2 separate regions of the Mus musculus genome follow, and region 1 is linked to region 2. The links are chromatin contacts, called in public Hi-C maps. All regions are on one chromosome and are shown on one strand. Each heading gives the region's core, a stretch centred on a gene start, on an enhancer-like site or on the middle of the called end of the contact. The rest is flanking DNA. Distances are from core to core; before and after follow the strand shown.

Evidence for each region. A called contact is a pair of places that touch in the nucleus more often than the background predicts.
Region 1: a contact with region 2 is called in a Hi-C map of cortical neurons, with 4 times the contacts expected there. The contact joins two enhancer-like sites. A contact is called at or near these places in 5 of 484 Hi-C or Micro-C datasets (cerebral cortex, cortical neurons, embryonic fibroblasts and 1 more).

Annotation. Positions count from the first base shown.
Region 1 is chr12:50,941,730-50,948,168 of GRCm38.p6, reverse strand. No RefSeq gene overlaps it. Among named protein-coding and RNA genes, the nearest start is that of Gm34581, 36 kb to the left of the region's middle. Within about 2 kb of position 4,333, at least 42 of the 459 cell types and tissues checked have an H3K27ac peak or open chromatin away from gene starts, as enhancers often do. A contact at or near this core is called in cortical neurons, where this site is marked.
Region 2 is chr12:49,737,037-49,743,299 of GRCm38.p6, reverse strand. No RefSeq gene overlaps it. Among named protein-coding and RNA genes, the nearest start is that of Gm25015, 160 kb to the right of the region's middle. Within about 2 kb of position 2,784, at least 20 of the 459 cell types and tissues checked have an H3K27ac peak or open chromatin away from gene starts, as enhancers often do. A contact at or near this core is called in cortical neurons, where this site is marked.

The DNA of each region.
Region 1 (6,439 bases), core at 3,084-5,583, 1.2 Mb before region 2:
AGGGTGCTAGATCCTTTGGAGCGGGAGTTACAGGCAGTTCGCTGCTGGGAACCCAACTAGGGTCTTCTGCAAGAGCAACAAGTGCTCTCAAGGACTGAGCTGACTCTCTCTAGCCCCAGCTCCCCATGAGAATTGTCCACAGTTCGGCTTGCTGTATGTTACTTTCTTGACTGACTGCTTTCCTAGGGGGGCAGGGGGGCTGTGAGTGACTCTTTGGGTTAAAAAGTCATACTAAATATGTACCATATTTTTTCATTGTTTCTGTTGAACTTATATAGTATATTTACAATATGGACAATCTTGATTGTAACCTCTGTAATGAACAACCTTTTGCATATAATTTATGAAGCCAATCCTATTTTTAACATCTATGCATATTTTAGACATTTTATTTTGAAGATCAATTCTATGTTTTTTTCTGGATCAGAATTCTGTTAAATAGATAAAACTCATAGACATGCTCTGTGGTAAAGAAACCAAGGGAGGGTCAGCCGAACATGAGCTATCTAGGAGTTACTCACGGTCTGATGTCAGGAAGGCACCAGCACCCTTTTGAGAGCCCATAAATCATTCCTCTGATCCTTATCTCTCTGCTTGAGATTGATTTCTTCCTTCCTTCCTTCCTTCCTTCCTTCCTTCCTTCCTTCCTTCCTTCCTTCCTTCCTTCTTTCCTTCTTTCTTTCTTTCTTTCTTTCTTTCTTTCTTTCTTTCTTTCTTTCTTTCTTTCTTTCTTTCTTTCTGTGGTGATGAAAGTGAATTAGCAATTAGACCGAGTATGGCCACTTGGACCTCAGAAAACAAATCAATTGTTTGTGTTTCTCTCACTCTGAGATTTCCTGAGGGTTGTTATATACCAGCTTGGCAGACCAAGCAACCATGGGACATCTCATTTCTGACTCAGCCAGCCAGCTGGGTGTTGAGAATATTTCCATGGCTTCCAAGCCGTCAATGCTTGAAAACATTTACTACAGAAAGGATCTCTGGCTCAGGGAAGACATTTGTCTAATTCAGCAATGGCACTTTGCACTGCATTTCCAGATTAAGCCTCTCCTTGAAAATGATCTATTACAGGAGCAGTTTATAAAATTAAACACTTGTCATTATGCAATGCAAAATCCATGAAGCAACCAAATGTCAGGAATCTACATATTTAAGAGATGGGAGCTTTAGCATTTCTTCCTTGGCATGAATTCTGAGCAGTAAAAGGCCAGAGAAAAACATAGCAAATCACAAAGCTGTTTTGGAATGGACCAAATCGTTCCATTTTTTGAGTACATGTAGTTCTAAGACCTAATTTTCGTACTGAAAATTTGTTATCTGCTCAATAATCTTTCACCAGATCTCTATGGACAGTACAATACCAAATTCTAAGGTAATACTGGTGAAGTATGGCTCTGGCTCTTACAGGTAATATCCTAGTTAGGGTGATGTGGAAAGACAGGTAGTATGTTAGCAATGAACAGTGATTCTTTTGATATACAAAATTCCCTCCATAGCCACCTGCATTTCCCCCATTTCTGTGTGTCTGTGATCTATCTTTTCAGAGTGCAATTACTGATTTTAAATTTGAGGGCCAAACATTAATTAACACTGAACATGGACAGGACCCAGACTCCCACTTGAGATACATGGTGTAGAATACTACACCCTGAAAAAAATGAGAAAGTTGGATAATAGGAACTTTCCTTAGATGAGATACATAACAGAGTCCTGAGCAAATAAGGTCACATATCGGAGATCTCTTAGCCATGTTCTTTATCATTGCTTCCAAATTTGGAGGCCAGGAATACTCACAGTGAAATTTGGTCCATGTTAGATACAGCAGGATCAGGCAACTCAAGTTATTATTTAGTAGGCTAAATATCCATCTATTTTATTTAGTGTGGGCAGAAGATCTTGTCAGAGGCATCAGTTACTTATGTATCTAATGACGTCTTCATTGAGATCACCATCTACTGCCTATGATTCATCAACAGCGTAAGACATGTGAATGTACCAGGTGCTGCCCCCATAGAACTCTCCTGAGAGCTTTTGTGTCACCCTCAGCAGCTCACCTCAAAGTGGCATCTGTGTCGTGACATTTAGACTCTGCCACTTTGCCATAGTACCTGGCTTTTTATGTGGGTGTAGGAATCTGAACTCAGGCCCTCATGCTTTCATAGAAAGCACCTGATCAGCTGAGTCTTGTCTGTAGTCTCTGATGTCTGTAGTCTTGATGTCTGTAGTCTTGTCTGTAGTCTCTGATCAGCTGAGTCTTGTCTGTAGTTTCTCTATGTGCATTTTAAGAGGTTAGTAAGGCTTAGTTTTTAGAAAGTATGAATGAGAATTCAGAGGGCAAGAAATGCTCTGTGCAAAATATTCCTTTACAAGAAATGCCAGAAAGATGGAGTGGACTAAAACATGGGACATGTCAGAGAACAAGTAGGAGAGCTCAGATGGAGTTGGAGTAGGGTCTAGTATAGAATCTATAAGCACACACACGTAGAAATGATATAAACAAGATAGAGAGAATCAATAGATGTGCTTGTGGGTTTTTATAGGTGAGTTGCATAAGAGCAAAGTGTCTGAAAGACTAGCCATGTTTCTTTTTTTTTTTTTATATATGAATGGGTATAAGAGTTGAATTAGAAGCCAAAGGAACTTTACAATCCTGGTATAAAGCAATCAGGACTTAAACATATTTTCTACTGGCTGAATATGTAGAAAAAGATTGGAGGAGGGTTATATACATATAAACCTAATGAGTCCATGTAGCTCAGCATCATTGAAATCTCAGTGTCCTGGTGCTTCTGATAGCCATGGACAGATCTGGCATGGGCGAAGTTCAGAGGTGAGAATCACGAACACAGGGTTTGTTACCCTAACATATATGGCTACAACCAACAACCATTTTGCTGAATGTGTCATGGGGTTGGAAAATGGTTAGAAAAACACTGGAGACATGGATGATTTGGCTTTGTTGTTGAAGAAGGGGTAACCTGTGAACCACTCATGCCATTGCTGTCAAAATCACCACCATCACAAAGCCTGGATAGTCCAAAGGATGGGTAGGTAAAAGTATTTATAAAGTTAAACATATAAAAATCAAATGCAGATGAAGTTCATGTTAAAAAAGCAAAACACGAAGGATGGAAAACAATGGAGCATTTGACAAATAGAAACAAACAAGTGGTAAGAAATTCAGTTAAGAGCCATGGCGAAGTGATGATTTCCAGGAGGGTAAAGAGGATTTACCAGAGTGAAGTTCCTTACAGGCTAAGTGGTGAATGACTGGAGACACGGACTGCCAGAACGGTTGGATCTTAGAGAACTTCTAGTGTCAGAGCCTTCAGAAGTCAGGCAAAGAAGCACTACCCAGCCCTGGCACACAGTTCCTGGGCTCTAGTAGAAAGACTGGCTCTAATCTGCACATTTAGACAATAGCATATGGGCTTGGTGAATTTACTGCATTGGGATAAAACAGGGAAAAAGAAATTTACTGGAAGGAGGGGTGTCGAAAGGTTTAAGTGAAGTACTAATATTCTTACAATAGGAGTCATACATATAGGTAAAGAAAGAGAATCAATACGGTGAAAGGGTCAGTGGGTCCAGGGTTTTAGAAGGTCTGAAGAGAAAAGGGATAGTGTAGGCTAAGAGACAGGAGGTGGTGATCCACAGACACACTGAAAGGCTATTTTCTTTTCCTTTATCCACCCACTAACCAGTGCCTAATATAGCACTTTTAAAAATACTGTTTGTGTAAGTGCAACATGCTAATTTATTAATTGAGGAGAAGAATGGTGTTTCGGGGACTCGGGCAGCAATAAGGGGAGGAACACAGAGGCAGACCTAGGGTCTAACCGGTGATACAAACCCTGGGCGCTGAAAGGAATTCAGAAGCTTCACTTTTGGACGCTGCAAAGAAGATGGCTGCTGTTTTAGTCAATTTTAAAGATAATGATTTTTTTTTAAAGCTGTCTGACTCCTTTATACCTTCTATCCAAATTGAAGTAATAGGCCAGACATTCAGATCAAACTGTCCCTCCAGGAGAAAGAGACTTGCCAAGGAAACCTTGGCCAGATGGGAGCTGTAGAAAGAGGCTCAGAACTGAGAGCGGGTTTGCTTGCCCAGTCAGTTTGGATTTAAACCAGGTGCCCCCAGGCTAGAAGGCCGGAGTTTTGCCAGCGAAGAGCAGGGATGTAAGCGGCTATTGTGTGAAAACAAGCTAGGTTGCGTGGTTGCGGGGAATATGGTCCAAGGATCATACGTGCATCTGTTTGCTAATGCTCTTGAGTAGCTATTCCATACGATGTGCGCCTTTGTTTCCTGGTTTCCCGAGGCGTGAACACGGCCACATCTTCACCAAAGCACTAGGTGGCAGCACAGGACATCTATTCAACTGTCTCTCGCCACAGGCTGCTGGAATTTTGACAGATACAAAACGGTACCTGTGGTTTTGTGTATAAAACTGGTATAACTGTTTGTACATTTAAAAACCGTAACAATAAATTAAACATAAGGGAAAGGGTTTGCTAATAAATACAGTGTTAGACTGCATTTTTGTATACCAGGTGACAAGCTTGGGCATTCAAACCTGATTTGCGTAGGGGATGGGCAGGATGGGAAACAGGTTGAAGGAACTGCAAAATGTACATGCTGGGTGGCTGCAGCTCCCTTCAGGGCTGTTGTTGATCTGTCCATATGTCTGTGTGCACTACACAGAGGTGAAAACTTAGGGAAGTGAGGGGAATGGGATGTCTGGACGTCTGGATGCAGTGATTCTAGGAAGAACACACTCTGTGATTCCAAGCTCATGTTTTGTGGAAGGTGAAAGTGTGAGCATATTATGTTTGTTTTACTTAAAGAGATGCACGTCGTACTCTTTCACATTCTTACCTGGTATTTAGAATATTTGGAAAGTAGGCTCCTTAAGCTTACGTACATCCTAGTAGATAGGGCTAGACTCAATGCATGCTGCCGTATTTGTCTGTAGGTTGGCTATACATTATTTTGATCAGAACAAGCTGCTGCTTGAGACACTAAGCTTGATCCAGCAAGGGTGGACCATTTGATATGCTACCAAGACAGAAAGCTCAAACATTTCAAAAAGCCATGTACCATCTGTAACTGAGCAACTCAAAGTCAAAAGCCTATTATAATGGTAATGGTCAAGGCAAAATATTTTTATTCATTCTCCTATTCAATAAATGTTTGTCTTTTATTATTTGCCAATCACATAATACTGAAAAATGAAAAAGATAAAAATGGAAAACAAAATGAATACTCAAATACCACGCAACATCTCCTCTACTACAAAGACAATAATGAGAGTTCCAAGCCGTCACTCTGGTGTCATAGAGTCCACAGACATTTCTACTACTTAGTTCTCACGCTAATTCTATGCTTTGGCTTTTTTTCTACAGGCTAAGAACTGAAGTTGACAAATAATTGGTAATGTGCTTACGGTTGTTATGAGCATGCCAAGGGGATGTGAGCTTTAAATTCTTCCCATGATGCTATGCAACTGCACATTTCTGAACAAGGGGGTGACTCTGAGTGTAACTGTGCTCGCTGTCAACCTGGATGACGGGAACTCAATCCCTGGAACTCATATGGTCAAAGACCTGAACCTGGTTTCTGACTACCACACATGTATGGCCGTACAGACCCCCCTCCATAAATAAACTAATGCAGTAAAGAAAATGCTCTATATTGTATTCTGTTCTTGACTTGTATCTGACGACATGTAAGTCTCAAAAATCTAGGTTAAAAACATTTGAATTCAAGCTCTGTGTGATTATTTAGTAAATAAAGTTTAGAAATCTAGCACTCCACTAACTTTGGAATAAGAAAGTGCTAAGAAAGGAAAAAAAAATCTTCCTTGGTTTGTTTTTGCTTAATTGCTTGTTTACAAATAAAACAACTGGTCTTTTTAAACAGCATTCTTTTTTTTTTTTTTTTCTAAATGTGGATTACAATTTTTTTTCTGGTGAAGGAAAGTATCTTGTTTATTGACTTTACATAAATAACTCTCAGGTCTTTTGTTTGCTTTCCTGCTTTCTCATAAGCCTCACCATCTTGCAGACATCTTTCTTATTTGTTGAATGAAGACAGCATTCTTCCTGATCTATTGGCTTCATTTGGTCCACTTTTTAGTCATTCCCTAGGACTTTAAGTTTTCAAATCAGAACTTTCCTCAAGTCACGTTGCACAAGGTTGTCCCCACTTTGCCCTCAAGTGTCAGTAGCCTCCTCTGTCCATGGAAGCAAGGTTCCCAACAGAGCATCACACCTGGAAGTGGGTGCTTCTCGTTTTCTCACATCAGGTTGCTAACTCTCTAAGTTCTGTGTGCCTTCTGCAGTGGCAGATTCTAGATCAAGCTCACCTATAGATACCGGGGCATGGGTTGTGGAGCAGAGATGTAATATACTGATCATTCAAAGACAATAAAGAGATTGT
Region 2 (6,263 bases), core at 1,535-4,034:
GCCCCGCCCATGCTGATTAGGAAAGACCATGCTTTGTAAGTATAGGTAAGTCAAGTAGATCACACAAGAAAATGTATATTGCATTTATTAACTTGTACATTCATATTTACTGAAAACAGAGTGCCCTTACTTATTGTTGATGTAGTTTTGAATAGAATGAAAACATTGGCCTTATGAGGCATATGTGTTAGAAGAATTAAAGCAGTAACAACACCAAGAATTTTAACTGTGACATTAATTTTCTCAAGGTAGAAACTAACCCACATAAGGTTCTTACCTTTTTACTAAAGCATTCGTGGTTTTGTCATTAATTTGAACTATTCTTATATTTGTCATTTTGTTCTTCCCCTCTATTACAGTTATCAAAAAAAGTTACTGTATTTTTGATATTTATCACCTAGGGTGGTATTTCTATTTTGCCAGTTAAATAACATCACTGACTACATGATTCATCTATAAAGTTTTAATTTTGGATTTATTTGCATTAATAAGAAAATATTTTCATAATGTACAAGATTTTTAATAAGTGATTGTCAAGAAATGACCACCTTAAGTTACATCTATAGAGAAAATGCAATACTTGGCAGCATTGCAAGAAACTTTAAGGAAGACATGGACTGTGGTCAGCTTCTGAGTGTGGTATATTTTTCTAAGGTGTAAAAAGCAAACATTGATGGTGTTTATATTAAGTGTCTAATTATGGTTCATGTGGATCCAGATACATTTTGCCAGACATTGTTTTATAAAGAAACCTGAACCATGCCACTAGGAGATTGTTTGGTTTAAATTCACATATTATGATTCTTATGAAATATCTTGTATTCTGAGTAGTTGAGAAGGAAGGTCCTGAAATTGACTTAATGGACCAATTTTGTGAAATATTGGGATTTATTTCTAGCTATACACTATTATTTTTAAATATAATTCTAATTTATAATACTCTTCATCTATTACTTGGGATCTTTATATAATACTTGGGACACCATATCTTTTTTGTTGTTTCTTTGTTTGTTTGTTTTTTGTTTTTTGAGACAGGGTTTCTCTGTATAGCCCTGGCTGTCCTGGAACTCACTATGTAGACCAGGCTGGCCTGGAACTTAGAAATCCACCTGCCTCTGCCTCCCGAGTGCTGCGATTAAAGGCATGTGCCACCACGCCCGGCAGGATACCATATTTTATTACACTTGGTTGGTAATTAATTTTAAAGAATTAAAAATGATTTACTTGGAGGAAATGACATTTTTTGTTATTTGAGTTCTTAGTATATTTTTCATTAATTCAAGTTATATACTAATTCAAAATATATGTTTGGAAATATCATCATTTGTCCTTTCTCTCCAACTTGTAAACATGAGATCTTTCTTAGAGTTCAAGTCTAGAATCCAGTATTAAAGGGTAGCAGTCCCATCCTTTCTATTCTTGCCAAGCTTATAGAATGTTCTCTCCATTCCCCCCTACCTTACCTACATCTCCTGTTGTTATCCACTTAACCTGAGTCCAGTCCTGCCATGATCTTAGTCCATTCTTGCTCCAAGCTTTCAACTTTCTGTGACTTTTCATTGGATTTCTTGAGGCAGAAAATTTGTATTGCTCAACCCTATCTGAATTGTGTAGATTTCCCTCTACATCTTGACCCCTTTCTTTATGAAAGCAAGAACCTTCTTCCTCTGCTGTCACAATGAAACCCAAACAAGGGTTAAATCCTGACCCTGCTTAGAGTTGAAAACTTTTCTCACTCTGAGAGAGCCTTGAAGGTACAAGAAAAAAAATCTGATAGACCATCTCTTTCCCCAGTCATGTGCAGGGATAGATTGAAGCTAAACATGGCTCAGATCAATGGAAAGTTCAGACTACTGAAAGCTACTCTTAGACTCTGAGAAACTGGGGAACTTGCTGTTAGGTGGAAAATCTATGTATTTAAAAAGACTATTGTTGAGAAAAAATATAATGATACTCAAGCACTCTGCTGTAACCTTCAGTTAGGGTAAGGTTATGAAAGTACTTCAATTGTGATGAGTTACTTCCTGTAGCAGTGGAAATTTATGAGCAGAAACGTGGCTTAGCCTGCCTTATTTTTTTATAGAAATATAGATGTGGTGCTTAAATACTTGTATATTTGTATACAAATTGTGTCACTGTATTCTTGTTTAGTTGCCTATATTTCAGAATCTAGTTAAATATGGATATTGATTTGAAATCAAAATTTTATTTACAACATTTAAAGTGACCTACAACTCAACTGCTAAGATTTCCCAAAATGTTCTTCCACATATTGTTATAAAAATAAAAATATGTCCAAGTTGTCATGGTTCACATGTACACAGTAATGCTTAATACTGAAATCTGTGACTAGAAATAGTATCTTAAACTACTGGATGTTTAATCCTCTGTCCTTTTTCGTTTGATTTTTTTAGATAAATTTTATACCTGATATAATGAGGTTGTAATATAATTGTTCATAAAATATTTACCTTTCCAGGAAAGTACCTAACTCTTTTTAAAAAATATCATCTGAAACAGTGTTAAACTATGCATTCTTTTTCTTGAAAGAGAAAAGAAAAGAAAATACCCAATTTCCAAAGTATTGGCTGCTGCCCCTAGGAAAGGGTCTGTAGCAGCAGGGTTTCTGAGTCCTTTGCTGCAATCTAAAATACAGCAGATTGGGCCCAGATTCCCACTTAAATGTCTTGGGTTAGAAAACTCGGGAGGTGAATCTTCCGTGAGGACACAGTATCCTAAACTCTGCTGCTTCACTGGCAGGAGATGGAGCCTGGCAGCGGAACGGGAGCCTGGGAGAAAATGGGTTTGAAAAATGTCTTGAACACGGCCGGGCATATATTATGAACAAAGATTAAGTACCACATACTTGCAATCTTCTCTTTCCAAAGAATGTGATATGAAACTTCTGATCTTAAAATAAAAGAAAAAAAAGTCTGCTTTAAATTTTTGTTTTTTAAAATTTTTTTCACTCCTTAACCGATACACGTTCAAATAATGCTGCCGCTCTGCTCGCAACACAGCCTGCTCATTTTCTGAGCTGGCAAACTGTAGCCTTGGCTCAGGGCTCCCTATCTTTGACCAGCCCCCACAGAGCCCAGAATCTTGCAAAATAATCTCTGACTAACTAATTACCAAGGAAATACCATTTTGAGTTTTTGTACCAATCAGGCAACAATCTGGTAGTGACTCTTCAGGCTTTGACATATAGAAACACTTAGCTGTGATTGCCTATGATGTCATGCGGGTGAGTGCGGCTGGGTTGTGCTCATCAGCCTGTTTACTTCAGGAGCTGATAAAGAAGAAAATCACTTCACTCTGTGATGATGAGTTTCCCTGTTTGACCTTTCCCAGCACCTGCAGGGAACGGATCATGCAGTGATCACACATGCCCCTTCACATGTGTACTGTCCCCCTAACACAGGCAGACCACGGCGTGTGAACCAAGTATTTAAAGACAAATGTAGCTACTGAGAAGTGTATATTTAAACCATAACACCTGTTTATTTTTCTAGCCTAAGATATCCGTGATTTTACAGCAATGGAGTTGCTTCAGCTTTTTCCAACTGAACTTAACCTTTCTGGATTTATTCTTAACACTGAGGCAACGATCTAAATTTTAGAAAAATTAGATCCAAATAACTGATGGCATTGTTTACCTTATCCTGGGGGAAAGAACCTAACGAAAAGCAAGAAGGGCTATTTTTATTAGGAGATTTATTTTTGTAATAAATCCATCAAATAGATTTATCTTACAGAGCACATCTACTGAAAAATTTCTCTTATTAAGTGTAGAAAACCTGCACCTCATCAAATCACTTCTGCCAGTTTCCCATACATACAGTAAATGATTTCAAAATTAACTGACTAGAACTCTTTGTTAAAATTTGTCATTTATCTATTAAAATTCTGTAACTTTTGTCAGACAATGTACTTAGCTCTGTAATAAGAGTCCCTGAAGATATGTGTGTGATTTGTCAAAAGAGAGACAAAAAGTGTAGAAAACTCTAAAATGTCAGTAATCAGGAGATTTAACAGACTTCAGTAAATTTACATAGAATGAATAGAAATCTTTGATATTAATAAACTTAGCTGGGGGATGGGGGGACAAAGAATGGTAATTTGAATATAATTTCCACTGTCACTTATTCCAAAATTAAAAATTATTATGGATAAATGTGCAAAAGATTTTTAATAACGTAAATGTAACTGTTGATCACTACCTCAGAACTTAAAACTGTGACTTGTTTTCTTAAGGAGACCAGTTAAGATTATGATTCTTTTGTATTTCTGTTCACATAAGGACTAATGTAAACTTAGTTATAGAGTACACGAGTGTCAGACAAAAGTGTGTTTCCCCCTTTTAGTGGCCTCTAGCAGAACAGGGGTGGGTTATCCCATAGACAGATGAACACTTCCTGACATCAGAGGCTGATCAATAACTAGATCATGTATAATTGCAACAACCTCAACAAAACAGAGTCCTAGAGTAATATGGATATGCAGTTTACTTTTACAAAAGGCAGGTGCCATAAGATTAATCCAACTGGAGAATCTTCTGGAGAAGATAAGTTAACTACGTTGTAAAGGTCAGATTGATGGACATATTAAGCAACACTATGAACATCAATAGGCAAGATTGGGCCAATTGTGAAGGAAGGGGCCAATAGTTTGGCTTTGCTGAATCAAACAAAACAAAACAAAACAAACAGACAAACAAAAACAAACAAACAAAAAAAACATGTTGTGTTTGTTTCCTAAAATTTGCATAGTAAATGTCACCATGTATTTTCTGTAGGCTACAAGTTTAAGGTCACAGAGAAGTTTTTTGTTGTTTGCTGAGGCCTCTTTCAAAGACTTTCTGATGGCTAACTCCTCATGGTGCCCTCATGTAGGCTCTGCCTGTGCACAAACGTCCAAGTATTTCTAACTTTCCTTATGTAAGGACATTAGTCTGATTACATCCAAGCTCCCTTCGATGGAATTACTTTAACTTGATCACAGTCAGAGTTCCTAGACAGAGAGTTAACATACAAGTTGAGAGGAAAGCAGTTCAGCCGAAGCATTGTATTAGTGATCAGAGGTGAGATTCCTGGCTTTTACAGTGCAGGGTCAAGAACACTCTACCTATACATGCCAGGGAAAGGGAGACACACTCCAAATTACTATGACCTTTACATGACTGGATCTTTTTCTTCCACTACTTGGAGGAGAGTACTGTAGATATTAAAAAGAGACGGAAGCTGTCTTTACATCTTTGTAGCTTTTATTGGAAGACCGCTTCTCTCTAACTACCAAGTCTCTGATTTTCCACATCTTTCTTTTCCTGTTGTCTTCTTCTCAAGATGCTTTGCCTTTTTGTTCCTAAGCAGACTGTGAAGCTACAATAGTGCTATGGAGGGCTCTAGAAGATGGCCTTTGCATTGCACCAATATCACATGAGAAAAACACATTAGTTAATTAACAGGGTATGTTACTATTTTCCTAGAAACTGAATGTTTGATTGAGAGTATTTCAGAACAGAAAAAAGAAAAGAATAAATAGTATCTACATGACATTTTAGCATTCAAAACTTTAATAGTATCAATGCCTTTATAAGCCGTATATAGGACTCAAATTGCCCAATATGAAGGCTTGCAATTATAAGACTGATTTGTTGTTTGGAAAATCGTGAATAGGTGGATGTTAGAGATAACAACAAAAGCTGCATATAATTTACTTAATGGTCCCACATGAACTCTGTCTTATAGAAAATAGTGTCTCCATTTTGAAGATAAAGAAAATGAGACACAGAGAAGTTAATTGACTATGCAAGATATGAAATGTTAGAGCTAATAACTATAGCCGGTCTGGCTCCAGACTCTCAGAGTGTACCCAGTATTTCCTACATCTGTAAGAAGACTTCCGTTCCAGTGACCAGGATTTATGACAAACAGCCAGTGTGAATTTATAAAAAGGTCTGCCCTACCATTAACAAGGAAGAGATGCTTTGTTGTTGCTGCTGCTGTTTTGTTTTGAGAAAGGAACACATTCTTGCTGAAGGGCTGGGACCATATGGTAAGGAAATACATGTCTTGGTACTGAAGGCTTCCTGTTTGCGGCTGTTTATGAGTGCACTCCTTGGAAATTTGCCAGAGCCTCTTACGTATCATTTTATTTGTCCTAATATACTGTGAGTTCTTATAAAGCAACAAACACACAAAATATGTCTGCCCAGATATTTTAAGTACAGGATTTTAGAATTGTAACTGTCATTTTCATAATAG